Regions from separate parts of the Sus scrofa genome. Here region 2 is linked to region 1. Evidence: chromatin contacts called from public HiChIP or PLAC-seq data. All regions are on one chromosome and are shown on one strand. Each heading gives the region's core, a stretch centred on a gene start, on an enhancer-like site or on the middle of the called end of the contact. The rest is flanking DNA. Distances are from core to core; before and after follow the strand shown.

Evidence for each region. HiChIP or PLAC-seq counts read pairs in DNA pulled down with a chosen protein or histone mark.
Region 2: an H3K27ac HiChIP or PLAC-seq map of alveolar macrophages shows a contact between it and region 1. The contact joins the enhancer-like site here to the promoter of BNIP3L in region 1. A contact is called at or near these places in 1 of 5 promoter capture datasets (liver), 8 of 47 Hi-C or Micro-C datasets (alveolar macrophages, embryonic fibroblasts, epiblast stem cells and 5 more) and 2 of 2 datasets of contacts at active chromatin or transcription factors (alveolar macrophages and skeletal muscle).

Annotation. Positions count from the first base shown.
Region 1 is chr14:10,314,473-10,321,037 of Sscrofa11.1, forward strand. It overlaps BNIP3L (BCL2/adenovirus E1B 19 kDa protein-interacting protein 3-like), which reads left to right and starts at 4,216. Exons shown (of 6, transcript XM_001927592.4): 1 at 4,216-4,418. The coding sequence starts at 4,322.
Region 2 is chr14:10,381,453-10,387,830 of Sscrofa11.1, forward strand. No RefSeq gene overlaps it. Among named protein-coding and RNA genes, the nearest start is that of PNMA2, 44 kb to the right of the region's middle. Within about 2 kb of position 1,994, at least 76 of the 83 cell types and tissues checked have an H3K27ac peak or open chromatin away from gene starts, as enhancers often do. A contact at or near this core is called in alveolar macrophages, embryonic fibroblasts, epiblast stem cells and 4 more, where this site is marked.

The DNA.
Region 1 (6,565 bases), core at 2,966-5,465:
TAGTATCTATGAAGACATGGGTTTGATTATCAGCCTTGTTCAGTGGGTTAATGATCTGGTGTTGCTGTGGCTGTGGCGTAGGCTGGCAGCTGCAGCTCCGATTCGACCCCTAGCCTGGGAACTTCCACAAGCTGTGGGTGCAGCCCTAAAAAGACTAAATAAATAAACACATACATACATACATAAACAAATGGGACCTAATTAAACTTAAAAGCTTTTGCATAGCAAAGGAAACCACAAACAAAACAAAATGACAGCCCACAGAATGGGAGGAAATATTTGCCATTGAAGTGACCAACAAGGGATTAATCTCCAAAATATATAAATAGGAGTTCTCTTGTGGTGCAGCAGGGTAAGGATCCACTGTTGTCACTGCAGTGGTGGGTTGCTGCCAAAAAAAAAAAAAAAGCGAGGGGGGATAGTAGAGGGAAAGGAGGAAGAAGAGGCATTCTACTAAGCTCACTATCGTTCCTTTTGGAGCATCAAAAGAAACCAACTAGAGACATTGAGGAATTATACAAATACATAGTTATAAAAAGGACTGACTGAACACAACTTTAAATTTCTAGGTTATACGATGAAATACACTGGAAAACAAATAGGCCCAAATTGAAAGATGCTTCAAGGTATTAACTGGAAAGCATGTTATAAAATGACAATATTAAATCCACATACATCCCAACTATCAATAACTACACAACACTGTATATCTACTCAGTAAAAATTTAAAAATATATAATTAAAAAATAAACTCTTAATAAATGTGTTAAATTGCTCTATTAAAAGAAAAAGAAACTCTGATTAGACCCAAATGCAAAGACTACTTTTTTGCAGTTATCAAGCGGCACACCAAATAGGAAGTGATTTATAACGGAAGGAACTTAAAAGAATGGGTAGAACTATTAAAAAATGTTGGGACTAAACAAGATAAGGATAATAACAATAATAAAAATCAGCATTATGATTTTAATATCAGACAAAGTTGGACTGAGGACAAAATTATGACAAATTCATAATGATAGTTATGAATATCTATGTATCAAATAAATGAAGCATCAACCATAACAAAAGAGATAGAAGAAATAGAAACATTAGGAATGGGAAATATAAATTGAAATCCACGAGACATACAAAGGTGAAAAATATAAAAAATTTATATGACATTATTATTAAGGTAGTTCCATTAGATACATCAAACTTGCTGCCCTGAACACAGAAACTATACTTTCTTTCAAATACTCATAAAACATTCCTAAAAAAGGAATTACATATTAGGTTTCAAAGAAAACCTAAGAAAAAAATCTCCAGGAGTTCCCGTTGTGGCGCAGTGGTTAATGAATCCGACTAGGAACCATGAAGTTGCAGGTTCGATTCCTGCCCTTGCTCAGTGGGTTAACCATCTGGCGTTGCCATGAGCTGCGGTGTAGGTCGCAGATCCCAAGTTGCTGTGGCTCTGGCATAGGCTGGCAGCTACAGCTCCAATTCGACCCCTGGCCTGGGAACCTCCATATGCCTCTGGAGCAGCCCAAGAAATGGCAAAAAGACAAAAAAACAAAACAAAAACAAAAACAAAAACTCCAAACTTGAAATAGTACAAAAATATACTCTAACCAGGGAAAAATTCTCAAACACCTAAATAAAAAAAAAATGAAATAAGCATCAGATATAAGTAGTTAGGAAAGAGGAAACATAACAACTAATGAGCACAGGGTTTCTTTTTGGGGTGACAAAAGTTCAAAATTAGATTAACGGCTGCACAACTTTGTGAATATAACAAAAACATTGAACTGTGAACTCTAAATGGATTAATTGTAAGGTATGTGAAGTATATCTCAATTAATCTGATAAAAAAGGCTTTAAGAATAATACAGTTTGGAAGAAGGAATTAGAGGGAGTTCCCATTGTGGCACAGTGGAAACAAACCCAACTAGTGTCCATGAGGATGCAGGTTCAATCTGTGGCCTTGCTCAGTGGGTTAGGGATCCAACGTTGCCGTGAACTGTGGTGTAGGTCGCAAATGTGGCTCGGATCCCAAGTTGTTCTAGCTGTGGCATTGGCCAGGAGCTACAGTTCCAATTCAACCCCTAGCCTGAGAACTTCCATATGCTGTGGGTTTGGCCCTAAAATGCAAAAAAAAAAAAAAAAGAGAGAGAGAGAGAGAGAAAGAGAGAGAGAAGGAATTAGATTATAAAAAGTCAATAAAACAGATATAAACCATTACCTAACATAATCCTGAGAAAAGAGAGGACATATAACACAATATAAGGAATAAAGGTAACATCCTACAGAAACAGAGCTAACCCCTCCCCCTAGAAAAAGCACTAGGTCTGGATGTTTCCTTAAGAGAAAAAAAAGTAATTTCAATTTTATCTATTTAAACCATAGAAAATGAAACTTTCTCATTAAAAAAAAATGAGTATAAAAAGATGAAGAAATGTTTACGACCTTTTTGAAGCACACCCTTTTTCTCTTTAGGGCTGCACTCAAAGCATATGGAGGTTCCCAGGCTAGGGGTCCAATCTGAGCTGTAGCCACTGACCTACACTACAGCTCACAGCAACTCTGGATCCATAACCCACTGAGTGAGAGCCAGGGATGGAACCTGCATCCTCATGGATGTTATTTGGGTTCTGTTAACTGCTGAGCCATGACGGGAACTCCTTGAAGAACATCTTTTTAAAAAATTCATGAACCCATCTACAAAACAGAAACAGAGTCACAGACTAGAGAACAGCCTTGTGGTCGCCAAGGTGAGGGAGGGGGAAGGAGAAGGATGAACTGGGAGTTTGGGGTTAGTAGATGCAAACTATTACCCTTGGAATGGAAAAGCAATGAGGTCCTACTGTTACAGCACAGGGAACTATATCCAATCTCCTGGGACAGACTATGATGGAAAAGAACATAAAAAAGAATGTACTTATATGTACAACCGAGTCACTTTTCTGACAGCAGAAACTGGCACAACGTTGTAAATCAACTATACTTTAATACAAACATTTTAAAAAACTTAGGATAGAATAAGGAGGGATATCAGCCTGAATGGTATACAACTTTGTAAATATGTCGATTATCTCCCCAAAGTTCATCTGAAGAGTAATTAGTCATGAAAAAATTTTTAAAGACAAAAAAGGAGGTCCTTTCTCTAATATTTATCTGATAGAGCTACTGTAGAGAAACCTGAAATGGACTCATTTAGAATTTGATAGAGGTGCCATTTTGGTGTGAAAAGGATGACTCAAAAATTAATATTGTTGGGTCAATTGGGAACAACTGAAGTTAAGCAATTCACAACACATAAAAATAAATTTCAGATGGATTAAGGGTATAAATACAAAAATTAAACCTATAAGAAAATTATAAAAATATATAGGGACTGGATTCAGTATCTTGCTGTGAGGGTGTTCCCAAGGCATATGAAAATAATAGATGTGATTGCCTGAAAATTTTAACTTCTGAGGAATGAAACAGGGTTAAAGGACAAGCGATAGGCTGAGATAAATGCCACACATAAATGAGACCAAGGAAACGACAAGTCATGGAGATACGAAGCAGGGCGAGTGTTCTGGAACATAGTTTACTGTCACTCACGTATAAGAAACATGGCTTCCCATGTTATGTCCTAGAAATTGTTAAGTGATGGAATGTGGATGATTGTTTTCTTCTCTATGTTTTCCTGAACTTTTCCATCTTTTTAAAACAAAGATTGCGTGGGGTCTGTAATGAAAAATTTTTGCATTATTTAACAACTAGAAAGTCTGGCCTGCCTTTATTGTTCCCTGCCTGGAGTGTCAATGTTCCACCAGCTTTATTTTAGGTTTACGACGGGGAGGCACCAGGGCTTCTTTTGCTTTCTTTGTGTCAGCACAATACCTATTACTGACTGAGTCCTTACAGATATTAAAAAAGAAATGCTCACAGATTGGATAAAACAATGTTGATACTGTAGGTGTGGGAGATTTGGGCGCCAGCGCCTGAGCGCCTTGCACTTCCTCATGACACACTTGTGCCCATCCTCTATCCTGGTTCCAGCCGCATACCTCACTCCATCCGGCCAATACAAATGACATGCAAGAATTCATTCCTGGCGCGGGCGTCACCGTGACTCGCGCGTCTCCAAGTCCGTGGCTCTCCTGGGCACGCCTGCGCCCCGCCCCGTCGCCAGTTGTGTTGTCATCACGTGGCTGGGGCGGGCCCTGACGTCAGGGGCGGGGGAGGGACTGCGCAGGCGCAGAAAAGGGGGCGGGGGACTCGGCTTGTTGTGTTGCTGCCGGAGAACCAGAGACGGTACTGCTGCGGTCGCAGCTCTTCCAGCCGCCTGACAATGTCTCACTTAGTAGAGCAGCCGCCTCCTCTGCACAACAACAACAACAACTGTGAGGAAGGTGAACAGTCTCTGCCCCCGCCAGCCGGCCTCAACAGTAAGTGCTGGCCCGGCGGGCTCGGTAAAGGGGATGGGGGAGGAGGAGCTGCTCGGGCCGCCGCCGCCAGCTCCGCGCTGGGGGCGGGAAAAGAAGGCAGCCCATTGGTCGAGGTCGAGGATGTGCGGGTGATTGACAGCTCCCATCACCCGTCAGGAGGAGTTGCTCTTATCTTCCTCCTGACCTCTCTCTTTTCCCTTCTGAGTTCTTGGGTGATGGGCTGTTGGGTTCGCCTTTGGGAAGGGTAGGTGGGTGGGAAGATCAGGGGGTCGAGCCGATCGCACCTGTGGTGAGCCCCTGAGTGCAGCCAATCGGGGCGTGGAGGGGCGGGCCTTGGGGCGCGGGGAGGGAGGGTGGGCGGAGCGGGCCGCCTAGGGGACGTGGGCAGGGATGGGGACGTGCGACGGGGACGCCGGGGGATGGACGCAGGCGCCGGTTTTAGGGGAGGGGGCGACCGAGGGACTGGCGGGTGGTCCAGTGTGCAGCGGAGCTTGGGCCAGGCCCGGTGACCACCCCTCACTGGGTCGGCCTTCCCTCCAGGGCTCGGAACGTGAGCCCTCTTGTTGCGTCCCTTTGTTAGCACAGACTGGTTAGGAAAATTATTTGGTAATTTAGTGGTTACTTGTATCACGTGAGGGGGGGTGAGGAAGCTATGATACTTTTTTTTTGAGAGGTTTCAGAGTTGCTCAAGTAATTTTTTTTTTTTTAAACGATGAGGTTATTTGCCCTGTAAACCTGATTATGAACAGCTCTTGAACCATCCAAGATCGCACAAATCACAGTGACTGGGGCAATGAATTTCGTACACCGGGGCAGTTGAAAGTTAAGGGCAGTATCGAATTACGACCAACTACAGTTGCTTTTCCTAACATCCTGGTGCTTAGACATCACGTCCTAAGGTTATTTCCAGTTGTCTTTAAAGCTGGCTGCAAGTCTTGGAAAGGTTCTTGCCTAACCTTCCTGTAATTCATCTCCTGGAAGAGGTGGTTGGGACAGTTAGCATATGGCCAGATGAAGTCGTTTAAAAATCATTTGGATGCTTAAATGACATTCAAAGGCACTTAAGTATCTTTCATCCTAGGGAGGTGTTTCAGCATGGCCTAAAAATTTTAGGGAAGCGAGTTCCTGTCCTCACAAGATGGGGATAGAATTTGAGTATTTTCAAGATGTTTTCATTCCTTATTGCTGCTGCTCCTTCTGATGGATAATTCCTTAAATGTTGACTTTTAAAAACTTTTTGAAGTGTTCTAGAACGTAAGGTTTATATATTAATTCCTACAGTAAATTAGGGTTAATGTTTGTGTCTTTAAACATTACTTGCTTCAAATATGAATATGCATTTTAACATTACTTACCAGTTTTTAGCCTCCTCTTTTAGAAGGATGTGGTTTTAGGATGAGAAGAAACTTTAGAGGTAACTGTCTACTCTTATTTACTGGTAGAGAAAGAGGCCTAGAGTAAAGTGTGTTGTCCATGTTCACAGCAGGTTATGTCCTAAAGTGGAGGTTTTACTTTCACCCCGTCTGGCATTCCTTTCAGGACACATCTTTTCAGGGGCCCACTATCCCCTGATTATGTGTGTTTCTTATTCTCTGTTACCCTACCTGTTATTTAGAGGTAGCCTGCTGATCTGTCTCTTTTTAGTACACTGTTTCCTAATTGTATTCCAGTTTTCCTATGATACAAGTTGGTTATTTGGTTAATATGTATACACAATTTCACAGAAAGTGAAGGGATTTTTATTTTCTTTTGATCATGTGACAGGAAAATGGGGATGAGCTATATGGGATGGTTTTTCTCCATGTCCTGACAGACCTATGTTTGATGTCCTTGGCCAATCAGTTGCTGCTCCATTTGTATTCAGTCTTACAGAAGTGGAAGAACACTCAGCCTGTGTGTGCTATCAAAATGTTGCACATTTTGGGAAGTCTGCTACATAGAAAGTATTTTATTTAAGCTAGGGTGAGCTGCTTTTCAATGTTACTGAAAAGCTTTTAGATAGTGCCATATTTCATTACTTTCCTCATGCCTTTTACTGTTTTTTTAGCTCATTATACAACACTAGACTGAACAAAAACAAGCCTTATTGATTCCTTCAAGTGATTTTGGGCACTGAGCAGAACAACTTATTCAGGCATCTAATACTA
Region 2 (6,378 bases), core at 744-3,243, 65 kb after region 1:
ATAAAAAGGGCTACACTGCTAGATTTTTTTTTTTACTGATTTTTGTTAAGTATATTTTAACCACAATAAAAAGTAAATAAATCAAGTGAATTTCTTTTTCAGTACTTCCATGTCACCATTCTCTTATGAGATCAGACCAAGATGGAAGGAGTTAGTTTCTAAAATCAATGTGATATTTAGGATTTTCCTTGTTCTTTGAACAGCTTTTATTTTAAATAAGTTGATATCATACTATTCAAGACTTAAGGGTCTGTGACTGTTATTTCCTTTTTTTTAAATAAATACAAAAAAAGTATTTTTTCCACATTTCCTTTGTTTCATTTATGGTTTCCCCTTTGAATTCCACTTTGTATGACATTGGATTTATCACCTCTGCTTTCTTTTTTGGCTTGTACCTCATTCACTCCTTCTTTCCTTCAGTCAGTAAAGAGCCACGTGCTCCTGCTGTTGCCGTTCTGGGTGCTGAGGATAGAGCAGGCAACAAAAAAAACCAAAATAAAATTATCGTTACCCTCCTGGAACTTACATTATGGTGCAAGAAAAAGAATGTAAAACAAGATAAAAATAGGATCTAGTGTTTCAGGTCCTTTTTTTTTTTTTTTTTTTTTTTTTTGCGACACCGGGGCATGCAGAAGTTCCCGGGCAAAGCATGGAACACTTGCCATAGCAGCGACCCAAGCCGCTACAGTGACAAAGCAGGATCCTCAACCCGCCGAGACACAAGAGCATTTCTTAGGTCCTTTCTATGCAAAGTGTCCTGCACAGCTCCATAGGCAGCAGTAGCACAGTGCGTGAGCGAGTTAGAAACACAGGCACCCACGTTGGACCAACTGAATGGGCATATGCGTTGTAGAAAGTTTCCAAGGTGACCCACCGCACTTTCGGGTTTGAAAAGTACTGCTTAGATCCTGATAAATGCTAGGGAGAAAAGGTGAACTGTGAAGGGGTTGGCCTCGATGGGAAGGAGACTTTGAGTAGAGGAGGCGAGCTCCGCAGATACCCGGAGGAAGAAGCTGCAGCAAAAGGTAAGACAGAGCAAGCGGGTGAAGGAGACTCTGGAAGAAGCCGACTCCTCCTCCCCTGACCTTTATTCCAGGCCTTTTGTTTTGGGTGTGCTCCTGCTGCGGCGCAGTGTCTGAGCGCGGCTCTTTGGGCGGTATAGCTAGATCTCCATTCGCAGGATGCTAGCAGCGCCGTGCACTGTGCTTACTCTTGTGCACTGATACGTAGCTTTTCCGCCCAGAGTTGCTGCCATTCCGTCACAGCTCCCAAGGCTTTCTCTTTGAAACGCCCCCCCCCCACCAACCTGCCAGGCTAGTACAGGAAAAAATCCCAAGGCCACCCTTTCAGTTTACCCTTTCTCTCGGCTTCCCCTACCTAAACGTTCCGCCCTAAGCTCCGCCTCTCATCCCTGCGATCTTCCCGTTTTTCAATGCCTGCACCATCGAAACTCTTAGGACAGTAGTCCAGGCAAGTGGATCACAAATGGGGCCGAAAATCAACCAGGCCTTCAATGGCCCTTGGTTTCTGAGCGTGAGGACGCGGACTCCGGCCTGGATCCCCAAAAGAACCAGCCTCCGCCGCCCAGCCTGGGACCTTGGCGCAGCCACTTGATCCCGCCACTCTGTTCTTTCCTCCGATATGAGGAGATAACACCGCCTCACTGGGTTGTTTTGAGGCCCAAGAGAGAGCATTTGTAGGAGAGTATTTTGTAAGCGACAGAGGGCCAAACACACGCAACTAACTTCAGTTCTCTGATTGCGGCTAAATGATAGATGTCTGGCTCCCTCCCCCCACCCTACCCCGGCCATCTTCCGGTTTCTTCCGCACCCGGAGTTGCCCTCCCGCCGGGTGACTGCACACACCATACATGATTCCGCATCTCCGGCCACAGGTTTCCCCCGGGAAGAGAGGCTGGGTGCGGAGGAGAGGGCTGATTGGCTGGGCAGGAAGTGGGACGAGCGGTGACGTGCAGAGCCCGGGAGAATACGCCTAGCTGTGCCGGGGCTGCGGCGAGGGCGGGGGCAGGGGCGGGACCGAAAGGGTGCTGACCTGTAGAGAGGCGGGGTGGTGGGGAGAAGTGGGGAACTCAGAAGGATTGGAGAGAAGGGAGAGGGGGCGGAGGAAGGAGGAGGGAAGGGTGGGGTCGGGCAGGGTGGAGAAGAGATGGAGAGCGAAAGGAACAGTGTGGAGAGGGGAGATGGGCGGGGCGGGAGGGGGGTGCGGGCAGGAAAGTGGGATCGGGGACACCCTGGGGAGGAGGGGGAAGGGGCGGAATGAGGAGGGGGGATGGGTGGGGAAGGGTGGGGATGGGTGGGGATGGGCGGGGTGGAAGGGGGAAGGAGAGGGAAAGAACTGGAAGTGGAGGGTAGAGTCTGACCGAGAGGAAAAGGGGAGGGCCGGGGTGGAAAAGAGATGGGGGCAAGGGGCCCCTTTCTTTGGCCTGGGTGGAGACCTGGTCTCGTCCGGCGGGTCAAGCGGAAGACTGTCCCTGGTGAATCGTCACTGGTCCGTAGGGGAAGGGACAGAGCCTGAGTTGCGGAGGAGGGGGCTCGGGAGAGAGAGGCACCCGCAGAGGCGCCAGGCGGGAATAGGGTTTAGCAGGCGCCCGCGGAGACTTGGCTCCGCGCGTCGCTGCGCCTGGGAGGTTTCTCTTCACAGCGCGTTTCTGGGCCTTTCGGTTCTTCCCCCGCCGGCAGTTCTCACAGCCGCCGCCCTTTCCTCCCTTGGCCGCTGTCCCGCGCAGGAGCGAAGGGCAGTCGGGTTCGTGTCCCGGCACTGTCTGGCTGGCTGGCGGGGCAGAGGGATGGGCACTCAGTGACCCGCAGCCCGACTTCCCTGTGGGCTCTGTGCGGGTTCTTGGGGTGTGGAACTGGAGTATGAGGTAACCAGGAGGACCCCAGGAGAAGGTACTTGTGGAGATCTGACCTCCGGGTTTGCCAGCATCAGGGCGGAGGAAGCATGGGCCTTGAAAGAAGGAAGGGATCTGGGTGCCCCCCAGGCCGGGAGAATGAGGAGATGGAGGAGCTGGCCTACTGGGGTCTAGGACTGGAGGAGTGAGAGGCCAGCCGGAAAGGTCCCGGCCCATTCAGTGCCTGCAGAGTCAGCTGTGTGACCCTCAGCTTTGTGACCCAGGGGGAGGTAGCCCTCCCAGCCTTTAAGTCTTCTCCTGCAGGTGGGACACTGCCTCACTGTTGTGAAGGTTTATAAAGTATGTGAAATGAGCTATTCCCAGCATGGCAGCTGCTTAGGAAGCTTAGTCCTTTTCCCTCCTGGAAGGAGAAGACGTTGAACTTGAGAGGCCTTGCTGGATACTTTAGAAACACAGCAAAGAGCCAAATAGAGTTCAACAGCACCAGTGTCTAAGAGTCAAATGGAACAGGCGCCTGAACAGACTGGCAATCTTCTTCCTCTTTTTTTTTTTTGTCTTTTTTTTAGGGACTCACCCACAGGATATGGAGGTTCCCAGGCTAGGGGTTGAATCATAGCTGTACACCACAGCCACAGCAATGCAGGATCCGAACTGAGTCTGCCACCTACACCACAGCTCAGGGCAATGCGAGATCCTTAACCCACTGAGCAAGGTCAGGGATCAATCCTGCGTCCTCATGGATGTTAGTCAGATTCCTTTCCGCTGAGCCACCACAGGAACTCCCCCTGGACATCCTCTGATATGCACATCTCCTTACAGGCTGGGTCTGTGTTAGGACTGACTGTGGTCTGTTTGTTTAGTCTTTGTGAGGGACTCTTACATAGCACCACAGAGGAATTTTATTGCTACTGATGGCATCACAATGGACAGACCCACACAGATGCACACATCTGGGGGCTTTCTCTGGCTCCTAGGTATATAGAACCATCCAGATTATCTTAAGTCAGAATTCCTTGATTTGCTAGTCTGTGCTGGGATCAGGATTTAACCTAACAGGGTCTAAGAGGCAGGATCCCAGAATTGCCCCTGCAGAGCCCTGGGCAAAAAAAAACTTTTGGCACCGGCCCAATCCCATGTCAAGATAAAGCACAGGGCAGAGTAACCTGCCTGAAGTCACACGGCTTGTGGGTTGGCTGTTGTGGAATTTTGACCTCACTGAGTCACTGATGGTTGAGAATGGCCTGGCAAAGCCATTCCATGACCCAATTTCTTCACCTGTGTGTCAGAAGCGAGGATGCTGGCTGTCTAGCTTCCCTTAAGGCAGGTGTGGTTTTCAATAGCTCCTCCCACGCCAAGGCGGTGGTGGGTGGGACTGTCTTTTTCATGGGATTGGAGTGGGTGTAGCCTCCCAGTGAGGTCAGTGCCCTGGCACTGCTGAAGCAACATGGAGGAGCCTGGCAGGGAGGGTGGCACCCCCAAAGGGAGGGGATGGGGGCGGCTTCAGTGGTGTGGTAGACTCGGCAGAGATGTCATGACGCTGGGGTTTGCCAGGGGCAGCATGGGCTCTGTGAATGCCCTGGATGCTGGCCAAGGCAGGTGGAGCTTCACTTTGTGGGACCTAAAGAAGTAGCTTGAGTGGTGGAATGGTCAGGGCTGAGCCACAGAATGTGGCCATAAATGCAAATAAGTGAGCACCTTCTTTCCTCCCAAAAGCAGCAGTCAGCCCAACCTTCTGGAACCCAGCTCCTGCCTTTATTTCCTTCTCCAGGTGGGCCCCCCCTTTTTTTTGTCTTTTTAGGGCCTCACCCACAGCATATGGAAGTTCCTAGGCTAGGGGTCTAATTGGAGCTGCAGCTCTCGGCCTATGCCACAGCCACAGCAACACCAGATCCGAGCCACATCTGCGACCTACATCACAGCTCATGGCAATCCTTAACCCACTGAACCAGGTCAGGGATCAAACCTGCATCCTCATGGATACTAGTCGGGTTCGTTACCACTGAGCCATGGCGGGAACTCCAGTGGGCCTGCTTTGATGACAGGCTCCTTCTTGGAAGAAGCGTCTTCCCTCAGAGATTTACATAATGGGATGCTGAGCAGGCTTTGCTGGTGTCTGCTCCTAAATGTCACTGAAACACCCAGTGAATCCCAGAGGCAGCTCTGAGTAAAATGGCTTGTGAGGCCCCTCTCATTCTGGCCAAGCTGTTGTCTTCCTGCCCCGATGTCCTTCTGAGCATCACCTCTGCCCTTCTCTTCAGCAGGTTCATTTACATTTTTATGCTCAGGATAACCTCCTCCCCATACACACACTAGGATATTCTCTCCCCCGTCAGTCAATGCCTCACATCCTCAGGGTTTAGTGCATCTCCGCCTCCATCTCCAGTCCTTCCCTGACAGCGCCAGCCTTGTCCTGTGAACTTAAATAGGGTTCAGACTCATTTCACATGTTTATATATGATTATGAGTGCCTGCCACTGTTTTATGAATCTTAACTCCTCATCTGGAGTGTGACTTTCCTGGTGGCAGAGATGCTACCAGACATATCTTTATTTCTGTCTTTTTGAAATGTGTCCATCAATTTTGAGCACTTTCTTACTTATAAGAGGGGTATAAGAATATTCTTGGCACATTTTATCCTCTCTGCCATTTGTCCTAGCGGTGCTGATTCTTTTTAGCTGAGGATGGATTTAGAAATAAGATGAGGGTGGGAGATGTGCTTGTTACAGTCGGGGTGTTGTCACTTCTAGGCCTTCTCAGCAGACAGGGCTAGGGATATACGAGAAGATTCAGTTGCCATGTACTGGTGAAAAAAATGTGCTTATACCAATACCTCCAATTCCAATCTGGCATCAAAGGATTCACTCTATTTTATGGTCGCACCCACAGCATAGGGAAGGTCCTGGACCAGGGGTTGAATCTGAGCTGCAGGTGCAGCACCACTGGATCTTTTAACCCACTGCATTGGACCAGGGATTGAATTTATGCCTCTGCTGCAACCTGACCCACGGCAGTCAGATTCCTAACCCCCACGCCACTGCAAGAACTCCCAAAGGATTCATTGTAGTTTCCTTCCTTTATTTGTATTGATTTTCTCCAAGAAGGGGAAGCTGGCTTGTATTATCTGTAATATGGCTTCTTATTGATCACCCCCTCTTTTTTTTTTTTTTTTAGGGCCACACCTGCAGCATATGGAGATTTCCAGGCTAGGGGTTGAATTGGGGCTACAGCTGCCAGCCTACGCCACAGCCACAGCAATGCAGAATCTGAGCCTTGTCTGTGACCTACACCACAGCTCATGGCAATGCTGGATCCTTAACCCACTGAGCAAGGCCAGGGATGGAACCCATATCCTCATGGGTCCTAGTCGTGTTCGTTAACCACTGACCATGCCCTCTTAATGTAACCCATCTCGCACTGCCACCATACCCATACCCTAGATGGACTTGAACCCAGGACCTCACTCACACACACAATCGCCTTCCTCATTGTAAGCATGTGCCACACCT